Regions from separate parts of the Mus musculus genome. Here region 1 is linked to region 2. A link is a contact called in public promoter capture Hi-C data. All regions are on one chromosome and are shown on one strand. The core of a region is the stretch at or near the end of the contact, and the rest is flanking DNA. Distances in the headings are between cores, read along the strand shown. Region 1 holds the start of Cdh8 (cadherin 8). Region 2 has its middle 50 kb from the start of Gm32122.

Evidence for each region. Promoter capture Hi-C pulls out the DNA fragments that hold promoters and counts their contacts.
Region 1: a promoter capture Hi-C map of hippocampal neurons shows a contact between it and region 2, with 8 times the contacts expected there. The contact joins the promoter of Cdh8 here to the enhancer-like site in region 2. A contact is called at or near these places in 2 of 39 promoter capture datasets (cranial neural crest and hippocampal neurons), 2 of 484 Hi-C or Micro-C datasets (both in cortical neurons), 2 of 115 datasets of contacts at active chromatin or transcription factors (SST interneurons and embryonic forebrain) and 1 of 9 other capture datasets (liver).

What each region holds. Positions count from the first base shown.
Region 1 is chr8:99,414,888-99,420,471 of GRCm38.p6, forward strand. It overlaps Cdh8 (cadherin 8), which reads right to left and starts at 1,584. Exons shown (of 12, transcript NM_007667.3): 1 at 1,195-1,584. It overlaps A330008L17Rik (RIKEN cDNA A330008L17 gene), which reads left to right and starts at 1,787. Exons shown (of 5, transcript NR_132435.1): 1 at 1,787-1,890.
Region 2 is chr8:96,451,807-96,456,904 of GRCm38.p6, forward strand. No RefSeq gene overlaps it. Among named protein-coding and RNA genes, the nearest start is that of Gm32122, 50 kb to the left of the region's middle. Within about 2 kb of position 3,720, at least 23 of the 459 cell types and tissues checked have an H3K27ac peak or open chromatin away from gene starts, as enhancers often do. A contact at or near this core is called in SST interneurons, cortical neurons and hippocampal neurons, where this site is marked.

The DNA.
Region 1 (5,584 bases), core at 334-2,833, 3.0 Mb after region 2:
TTTCCATTACAGACTAATGTTGTGCGTTTACGACAATAAACAATTAATGTTGTTTGATTTCTTACGTTTAGCCATCCAAGCTAACAGCTGCCATCTCCGCTCAGGAGGCTAACAGGCTAGTCACTGTCGTGTCTCAAATTGTATGCCTTCAGGCAAGGGGCCACCACCACAAAACTTTGAGAATTTTACAGCATTGGGCAAGGTGAGGTTTTAGTCTTAGGAAGAAGGAAAAAAATCGGAGGAATTGTTGGATACCTGTTGGTATCAGCATCGGAGGCATCACGTTTACCCGGTTTACCAGGCTTGGCTAGAGCCTTAGGAAACCAGGGTAGGTCTCTTATGAACCTGTTACCACGCTGGCGGAACATAGCCAGGAGTCCCTTTCGCCTGCTGTCTGGCAGGGGCGCGGCTGGACCCCCAGGGTTGGCTAAAGCTAAGCACGGAGATCACTGCGAATCTTTATGCACTGTGGGCTCTGGGATAGGGAGAAGTCATTGGGTGCTTGGGAGGGCTGTGGATGCGGGCTCGCTGCTACTGACTGGTCTGTCTGTGGGTCCTAAGCCAGTGCAGAGCAGCATCTTGATGACTACAGAGTGGCTAGGTGGCCCCGGAGCTCCGCAAGTTTGCAGCTGGCACCGCGCCCCCGGGCTGGAACAGACACTTGTGGAAAATCCTGGCGCTGGGGCTTTCGCAGCAGAGCGGTAGCCCTCGGCCCAACCGAGGAGGTCGCCCTCCCACGACTAAGAGGTGGGGACATGCGGAAAACAAGGAACCTGCTCCTCTAGCCTCTCAACGCGCTTTCCTCTCGAGCTCGCTGCCTCCTCTGGGCAGGAGGCGAGTATTTCCCTTTCACCGCACCGACCCCGCAGTGAAGGCGCACCGCTGCAGCAGCGCCTGCCTGCGTCTCCAGGGTGAAACCGACAAGCGACTGCAAAGAAGGAACGGGTGGCGCGGGAACTGGAGGTGGGCAAAATGGGGCTCCGAGAGCAGTTTGCAAAACAGGTTAGGTAGAAGGCAACCCCATCAGCTACAGAAGCAACGAAAGGAGATGCGGCTCGGAGGGTTATCAGTGCTAGCGTTCCTCCATCCCCCAGGTGCGTATGGTGAGTGAGGGCGCGTGGGAATTCCTAAAGGAAGCAATCCCCTCGGCTCTTCCCCGCCCGGAGGCGTACGCGGATAGGGGATAGTACTTACTCAGGTCGGGCTCCGGGATGCGGAAAAGCCTCAAGACTCTGGGTTCATAAATGGCTGGAGGAGCTGAGGGTCAGTTCCCGAGAACAGCTAATGTCCACGAATCCCCGCGCGCAGGGTAATCTCCTCCGGGTCGCGTTCATGCCTCTCAGAGCTGTGGAGCCTGGTGCGGGGATGCGAAGCCGGCGCGCTGGGCTCTGCGTCCACAGCCTAAAAGTACAGCTCCGGTGTTGACGCTCAGGTCTATGCCCAAAGTGACAGTGGCGGAGCTTGGAGGAGGTAGGGAGATTCCAAATCCATCCACTAATTCTGGGCCGAGCGCTCCGGCTTGCGAGCCCGCCTGCCTGCCAAATGTAACTGTGAAGTGATGTGGAAAAGTGAGCCGGGTGCCTCCCCTGACGGATCTCATTGGGCAGAGCTCAGAGGCAGGTCTACCACTTGGAAATTCATGTAAGCAGTCCCCCACCCCGCCCCCTCCCTGCCTTGCCCCTGCGCTCTCCCGCGCTTGGTTTCCACTCCCTTTCCTCCTACCAAGAGTGCGCACAACTTTTCGCTGGTCGCTCACGAGCACGCCCAGCGCGCCTCCGCCGCCGGAGTCACCGGGTGAAGATGAGCCCTTCCAAGCTTTGCGCGCAGCCCGCCGCGCCGCCAAGCTCTTGGATAAAGACTGCTGGCAGATCAGAAAAGGATGCGCAGGAGGTACCCTCCAGCTTTCTCTCTCTAGGTCTCACCTGAGCCCCAAGGCTAACATTATCTTGAAAAGCATCTCAGACGCCCAAAGCTGGTTTCTGTGGAGGGCGAGGATGCGGCAGCGCGTGGACCATTCACCTTTTCCCTCATTCTGAAGACGTCTTGCATAAGGAATTGCATGTTTGCAAGACCACTGCCTGATAAAACTACTGGTTTCATGGGGGTGGGTCGATCAGTCCTAATGCCCTAGGGTTGCTACTCCTTTGGGAGGCGGGGGGGGGGGGGAAGGGACGGAGGGGGGAGATAAGGGACAGTAGAGGCAGTCAAGAGAGATTTGCAGAGAAGTGAATGGGCAGGAAAAGGGTAGAACTTGCTGTGGCCATAAAGAGAGGGTCTGGAAAGCTGTGTCAGAGTGGCTCTGACATGCTGCCCTCCCTCCCCCCTCAGGGGGAGAGTACTGTCCTTGCATCTCCCCTTTTTCTACCAAGTGATGCCCTACCCTTGGATTGCCCAGTCTAATGATAGAATTTCGTAAGCACTCAGTTGTTTTGTTTTTTTTTTAAACAAAACAAATCAAAATCCGCACCCAAGTATAAGCCAATGCATATAGGGGCCACAGACCCATAGACCCAGGTCTCTTTTCTTGTGGCCATCAAGACTAACACGTGGAAATATTCAGCGGCATCGATCTCTGTTTGTCATTTAAACACTGTGAAATACATGACAAATTAAACATCCCTTACCTTTCTTCAAAACTCTCTTCCATGGAAGACAGGGGTTTATCTGTTTTCTGACTCACTAGACTAGACGTGAGCTCTGAAGATGGGTTTTTGACCATCTGGGGACAGAGCTGCAGCAGAAGGGGTGCAGAGGAGCAGACGCACGGGCTGTGGAGCCTGTACTGTCTGACTCGAATTAATGAGACGCAGTGAGCAGAATGGAAAAATAGGCACAATATGCTTATAATACTTATGCAAATTTGGCTTTTTGATGCTGTACCTAACCTCTCACGGTAAAAAGTTGAAGACATTGGCTATCAGGTTATTATCTGTTTGATTCACATTCTCGTTACCCTAAAGAAAGAAACTTGGTAAATTATTTGGGTGGGGGACACTAAAGAAAGAAACTTGGTAAATTATTTGGGTGGGGGACACTAAAGAAAGAAACTTGGTAAATTATTTGGGTGGGGGACAAGGGGTATTTTACCCCTCCAGCAGTTGCTGTTTGTTCTCTATTCAAAGGCTGTGTTCGCTTATGAGGAGGCATTCTGGCTTTGGCTAATTCTGTCTTAGAAAAGAACAGCAGTCAAACTCAATCAAATTATAACTGCCGTTAGACTAGACAGTCCCAAGTGGACAAAGAAATAGATCACACCTTCGGTTGTGCTTAATTTTCAGACATTCATTTTCACTTTGAACAAATGGTCTGAGCCTTTCCTTGGGGTACTTTCTTACATCTAGGAGAAGGAAAAAAAGGTCATATGTTCCTGAAGGCTGCGGATTGTCACAAGTAACAAAGTCATCTCAAAAGAAAAGACTGCCGGAGAGAGGATATCCTCTGATCTAATTTTCCTAAAAAGTAAAACTCAGCTGACAAGCCGAAGGGATTCAGAATCCAATGTCACCAAGTTCAGTTATAAATTTGTTTCAGTCATTGAAGCATGTTTACTCTTGCAATATCAAAGCATGTTATCTTCACTAACTCTTGGACCCCTGAAATTTAAGGTGACCCTATCCACATCCCTAATCTCTATGTGAAGCTCTGCAGTTGGACTTTCCTGACAGTTTCTTAAGGGAGGTCTGGGTGATTAAGAAGTGTGAAAGAGGATTAAGATAATGTTAAAAGCCCTATCAGGATATTTCTAAAATAATCAGGGATGCTGAAAGGCAAAGGCATTTGTCTCTTTCACAATTCCACCCACACTTAATAGAATGCAGTGCAATGTCTTGGTGGTGAGACTGTACTTCCTCAAGAAGGTGTTTTCTTTTCAGCATACTCTCTGGAGTCACACAAGTTCCCCAGGAGGAAGATGGTACTACACCAGCTTTTTCTAATGGTGACCCAAATTGCTTGCCTGGTGGAACTTCATTAGGAAGGATTAGTGAGGAAAGCTTTGATGGGACCAGAGTATAATCGTAGGGCACAATCACATCCACAGACAAAATGGAAACTTATCAGTGGTGGGAAAAGTTGGAGAAGGCCGGATGATCCTATCTGACTCCAGAGACTGCCAGATAGGCAGTTGAGTTCACTGGGATGAAGAGTGGGTAAGATGAAGATAGGCTTCAAGAAGTGATGCTTGTTGGTTTTCACTATGAACTGAAACTTTGTTTAATGGAGACAATACAAAGAAGTGGCTAGTTATTTAAAAGTTTAATCAAAGCCACCAGTTAGTATGCTTATAAGGAAGGGGAACATAGAATAAGGGGAGAGATAACTATACTTTCTCCATTTGAACAGGGAATGGCAGCATATCTACTATTGGCTGAATTAAGATGCACCCTTCTACCCTCTGTTCCCCCTTCAGCACACATTTATAACTAAACTAAAGTAATCAAAAAACAAAAGCAGATGTTTACTATGATATAATGACAGTGAAGTTTGCTTGCTTGGTTGGTTTTCTCCTATTTTAGTCTTTGGTGAACTAATGAACTCGAAGGTTTCTCTCTGATTCTACCAGGTTCAAAACTGTGGAGGGCAGAGTCTGTGAATGAAGGGTTTTTACATTGGGATATCAGCCTATAATGTTACCACTTTCAGTAAAAAAAAAAAATTAAAAAAAATTAGTATCTACGATCTGAAGCAGCCCAAACAAATACAGTGTGAAATACACACAGTCTTCTCTGCAAATTTCCTAAGAATGAACAATTTTAGAACAGTGCTCATCCTGGGAGGGCAAAGGATATGTTGGAACAATGACACAATCAAATATCACTTTGGAGATGGCATTAGAGCTCAGTGGAGAGTGATTGTCTACTGTTCAGTAAGCTAACTGTTCAATCCCTAACAGAGACCCAGAGGTGGGGCAAAGAAGACTGGAGAAAAGAAAATTAAACCTCTTTTAAGAAGGTTTGTTGATTTATATTCATTTATCTGTATATGTATCTAACTGTGTGTGCAGATGCCTGCAGAGGCCAGGAGAGGGCATCAGATGTCCAAGAACTGCTACAGGTGACTGTGAGCTTCTTGAGTAGATACTGCGAATAGAACTGTGGTCCTGTGAAACAGCCGTAGGTGCTCTTGATCACTGAGTCATCTGCCTAACCTCTCAATCTTTATCTTAAAGTACCGTATTGAGGAGGTCTTAAGAACAAAAGAGCCTTTCCGAAAAGTTAATAAATATTTAATTAAGCAGGATAGCTTTAAAAAAATTATATGAGATTGTTTTAAACCAACCCCTTAATAAAATCATTAAAGGATATGACGGTGCCCAAACCAAATCACGGAGCAATTATGGGGATTTCCCCAAGACAAAGGTACTCGGCCGGAGGGCCTTCGATGGGTTCTGCCTCAAGCACTTTCTGAAGATTTGTCAGAAATGGAATTGTGCATTCTAGAATCTAGGTGATGTTTAGAAATCTGGGTTGTAGCAAATGCTCCAGGGAGTCCTATCACTGCTGTGGTTTGCAAACCACTGCCTTAGGCAATTTCTTTTTCATATGATAAATGTAAAAAACGAGAAAGGACAAAAAGAAATGAGTGT
Region 2 (5,098 bases), core at 2,470-4,969:
AGTGCACAAGTCCTCCAGTGATATGAACTTCTGCCTGTATTACCCAAATAAGATTCTTCGGGATGAACCAATTTTATTTATTAAAAAAATTCCCAGAATCTAGTATGATGTTTTGTAATGTAGTAGTAAATAAATATTTACATTGAATTAGGTTGTATAGGAAACAGCATTTTGGGAACCAAAATTCTCAACAGCATTCAAGCCCACTGTGTACTAGCTTTCTTTGGTGCCATTTCAGGCGTGGGATGTAATTTTTGTTACCCTGGAGAAATTCCCCCCATGCCTCCTCTGGCTCTGCTGGTGAGGATTATACCTGCTGCTACTTTATTCTAGAAACTGGATAACCTTCTGCCTTGTTTTTGTGTGGAGTGACCCTCTTGACAGACCCCGTGGCTCTGACCCTTTAAACAGTAGAAGTATCCTGGTGTTTTCCCTCGGCAGTTGATCGTGATATTTAGAAATCCCTTCGTTGAGCACCTTTGATTCTCCCGGGATGCCCATAATAAATATTTACATTATTAAAAGAGGTTTGAGCACAGTATTAAAAAAATGAGTACACAAGGAAGTCACCACTTGGCTTTTGATTATGTCTGCCCAAATAAAAAATGAATGAACGTGCAATTAATAATGGATGTCCTTGTGTTCTTGTTTTAATTTTAACTCATCAGAGGATGTTAAAGTGGATCTGGCTTTTGCTTTGCTGTTTTATTAAAGACAGACTGTGGCCCTCATGTAACTTCATAAAGCAAAATATTCAAATATGTGTATTGCTTCTTATTAGCTATTCCTTTCATCCATGTTATTTATTCTTTACTAGCTTCAGTGTTCTCATTTACAAATGGAGAAGAGTGTATATATATATACACTCTTCTCCATATATATATATATATTTGAAACCTATGATATATGATATATGTATATAGAGACCAGAAGAAGTTGGGTATATATCACATATCATAGGAGATATATATATATCATAGGTTTTGTGTAGTGTATGTGGATGCTCTTATCCACAGATGCCAGAGGTTGTTAATGTCCTTTCCTATCACTCTCCACTTTATCTTTTGAGCCAAAATCTTTCACTGAACCTGGAGTTTGTCATTTTGACTGGACTGGCTAGACATGGAACCCCCAAGTTCAAACCATCTGCTTCAACATCCACACCAGCACTGGTGTTTCAGATACATGCTGCTACCATGCCCAGCTTTTATCTATTACTTGGAATTCAAAATCATTTTCTCATGCTTGTCTGGCAAACACGTCACTCAATGATCCATCTCTCTAACCCCTATAGAATTACACAATTGACAACAATTTTTTAATCTTCATCTGTTGTGCTGCATTAGTCAGTCTAGTCTTTTTTTTTTTTTTTTTTGGTTTGTTTTAGTGATGAAGCAATAGTTCCTCTTTTCAGATTTGAAATAATCTGTCAGAGAACACTTAGTTCTCTGAAATTCCTCTGTAACATTCCTCTGAGAAGAATATGTCAAAGAAGATCTCTTGCAGTGCTGTGTAGCCTTCAGAGAAGAAATGAGTTTTATATTTGAGGCTATTGATTATTGTAAGAGTGGAATATGACAATTCCTGCTCCTCTGGATTTTCTTTCTTCTTTGACTGTTATGGCTACAGGCGCGTTTTTCATCAGGAACCTGCTTTTTAGATCTGTCTAGACTTCTACATCTCAGCAGCTAAAAAACTGGATCTCTTTAATACAGTGCTGAGGATCCTTGGTTCTTGGTTCTTACTCTTGGTTCTTTGCTGCAAGATCAAAAAGTCAGCATCTTTTCAGGATCCAGAATGCCCTTTCTTTCTATTAGGGTTGTAAACATTTCCCACAGGGCTGAGCGATACAGACACAACAGAGAACAAACCACTAGTTTTGGTAAGTATTTAAAGCTACCAACAGTGTCTAATATGATTTTCGGGAGAGACACAGAGGTCATGGGAAGGTGCTTAAAATTTATTGCTATCGAGAATTGTTTTTGAGGGCTGGAGAGATGGCTCAGTGGTTAAGCGCACTGGCTTAACCTGAGTTCAATTCCCTGCAACCATATCGTGGCTTAGAGCCAATGCCCTCTTCTGGTGTGTCTGAAGACAGCAACAATGTACTCATATACATAAAATAAATAAAAATTAAAAAAAAGATTGTCTCTGAAACCAGAAGTACCTACTCTGGCAGTAACCTTGAAGACCTGCGTATGTCAGCTCTATTTTCTCTCTCTTTGAGTAGCTGTTTTTAGGGCTTGGTTCACAAGACTGAATCTCTCAAGGCATGGTGTAAGTGTTTCTTCTCTGTCTCGTTAGCATTTTGTAGCGTTGGGAGCTTGAATGGTACTTTAAGAACTGAAGATTGGATGAATCCTTCATACTCTGCTTCAGCTTTGAAGTTGGGTTTGTTCTCTACCCTTTGCAGTGTTTCCACATGGGGAGCTCTGGAAACACAAAGGGTGGTCCCCTTGCCATGCATGATGTTAGATTCACGTCAGGAGTCACATGCCCTCAGAGAGCCTCATTCTGCCCCCAAATCGTGGGCATATCTATATGTGTGCAGAAACAGTGTCCTACTTCTTCTCCAACACGAGTGGGTAGGACTCAAGCAAGTATCGCTGCTCCATTGTATACTTAGGAGACAAAATTGTTCGGCTTATTGAAGTACAATTTGATTGTGGTGTAAGTTTCAACACTGAGACTCTGAACTGTACTTCACATCCAGAAGTGAGGGATTCAAATGCTGTGGATGTAATGGCTAGATTCTGTTTCTTAGGGAAAGCTGGAAACAGTCATAGTGGACGATTGCTATTTATAAAGCAAACACACGCAATGGTGGAAGGAATTCTTATTATGTTTAAGTGCGAACTAGTGAAAGGCTCCATTTGAGGAAGGAAAGATGAATTATGCTGCAAATATCCTTAAACACAGGAACATGGAGAGTTTTATACAATAGTTTGGTCATCTTAGTAGTTTTTAAAGAGTAAGGTGAGGCTTAAAAACTGTCTGCTAGAGGCCGATTCTAAGGTCAAGATACAAAAAGGTAGTAAATGAGGTAGATAGGGACTCTCCCAGGAATGGCGTTTTCTTCCTAAATGTAAAGGAGGTATTGTGCCCAGAAAAGAAAAGCCCTGCCAGTTGCTTTTGCAACAGCAAGTGAAATCTCTTCTTTGCTTGTTGCAAGGGTATTTGGTTCTTTCTCAGAGGAAATCAAAAGGCTATGGGGATGCTCACCCAGCAAGTAAATCCCCATATTAGGGCTTTATGGTCAGTGTCCGAAGAAACGTTAACACAGAGTTTTTGACTTCAGCATCCAATAGGTGCCTCTGAAGATAGGAAGGAAGGGCGGGAGAAAGTGATGCAAAAGGAGAATGTATTTGGGGAGAAAAGAGAAGAAAAGAAAGAAGAGGAGGGAAGAAAGAAGAGTGAAGCAATAGAACAGGAAGGGAGGAAGGGGAAAAAATGGCTGAGGAAGGAAAACGACAGGTACCAACGGCGGGAGATTTTGCCGAGCATGAAACACTGGGGAAAGTAATGCTCGTTTGCCTTTAATTAGCGTGGAAAAAAAATACATGAAGTGAACAGTTTCCCCCTTTGAAGAGAAACAGAAGGCTCTACCGTTTGAAATTAGAACTGTTTACAAGACAAACTAAGCTACATGCGAACAACACTTTCAGCATTCCTGCACCCAGGCTTGCACCGCATTGTGTAGCCACTTAAGAAAAACTGGCTCCAATTAGGGATCTCCTGTCGAGCATCTTATTTATCAGCTTCCAGAACAGCTGTGAGCCATTCGGAGTGGCACCGGTTTTTCCTCATTACACTCTCCTTAGAATTACAGATGTGCTGAGCGCATCCCTGGGGAACAGCATCCTAGTAAACATATCCTTCTGTGTGTGGGTGGCGGGGGGGGGGGGGGAGAGGGGGGGCTCTAAAATAAGCTTGTGAACACAGGCTGACATGGTCAGTTGAAGTTGGATTAAGGGACTTAATACTGTAAATACCCCCTGTAAATTCTGGGGGAAAGAGAAACCTGCATAAAGAGATTAAGTGTGTGCGGACAAGGAGAGGGAGCTGGTTAAAAGGACACAGTTTTGTTTTTAATAAGCTTTTACCAAAAGTTGTATTGGGAATTGGTAACTGAGGAGCCATCGCTGCAAGTGGGCACTTTGTTTTGACAAATTTATTCAATCAGAGGCTAAGGGAGGAGGCCGAGGAAAGGGAGGGAGTGAATCAACTCATCTCAAGTATTGCACATATGTTTGCTTTGACAGTACAGCAGCTGCCTGCTAAAATCTCGTACAGTGAGTTCTTTTGCTCCTGGAGAATGACTGGAAGGCTCAGAATCTAAGATCGTCCCTTCACCATGACTTGCTCTCAAGAGCAATTCATTCCCAGTGTTAATGGGCACAGCCGGAGCTACATTTATTATTGCTCAAGAGAGGAAAGTTCATGTGTCAGCAGTCGTGGGAGCATCTGGAGAAAAGCAACATGCCACCTAAGATAGAAGAATCTGCAGTGAAAGAAAAAAAAATTAGCCGCGATGCTGAATCAGTCTTTGATTCATTCACATCTCTCTGTAATTGTGACTCTGGGTGTTCCTCAGGCGGTTTTGTTTAAGTTGTGTGTTCTGGTATAGGGAGTGAGAAATCTCTGACACAAATACAGATACAAAATGTACTTGAACATTGGCGGCTTCCTTCCTCTCTTACAGTTGGGAATCCTCTAGATACTGCATAAAGAATCCTAGGTTGACCTACAGAAAGTAGCTCACTTCTGGATTTCAGCAGTGATCAACAGAGCCATATGTTTAAAGAACTTGTCCAGGAGATCTTCAGAAGGCCAGGCTAAATGACTAACTGCTGTCTTTATCCCTTGGGCCTTTAGATCTCCAAAAGCTGTTATGGGAAGTCAGATGACAATGCAGACTAGGATATGTGTTGATTTTGTACTTACTTTTTTTACTTACTTATTGCACACTGTATACAATATCTTGGAAAATAAGACAAGCCTTTTATTTGTACTGAGAAATCCTAACACTAATTATGCTAAACTATTACAGATATGGCCATGGGTTGAACTACTGTGATATGTTTTAGCAAGTGTGTGC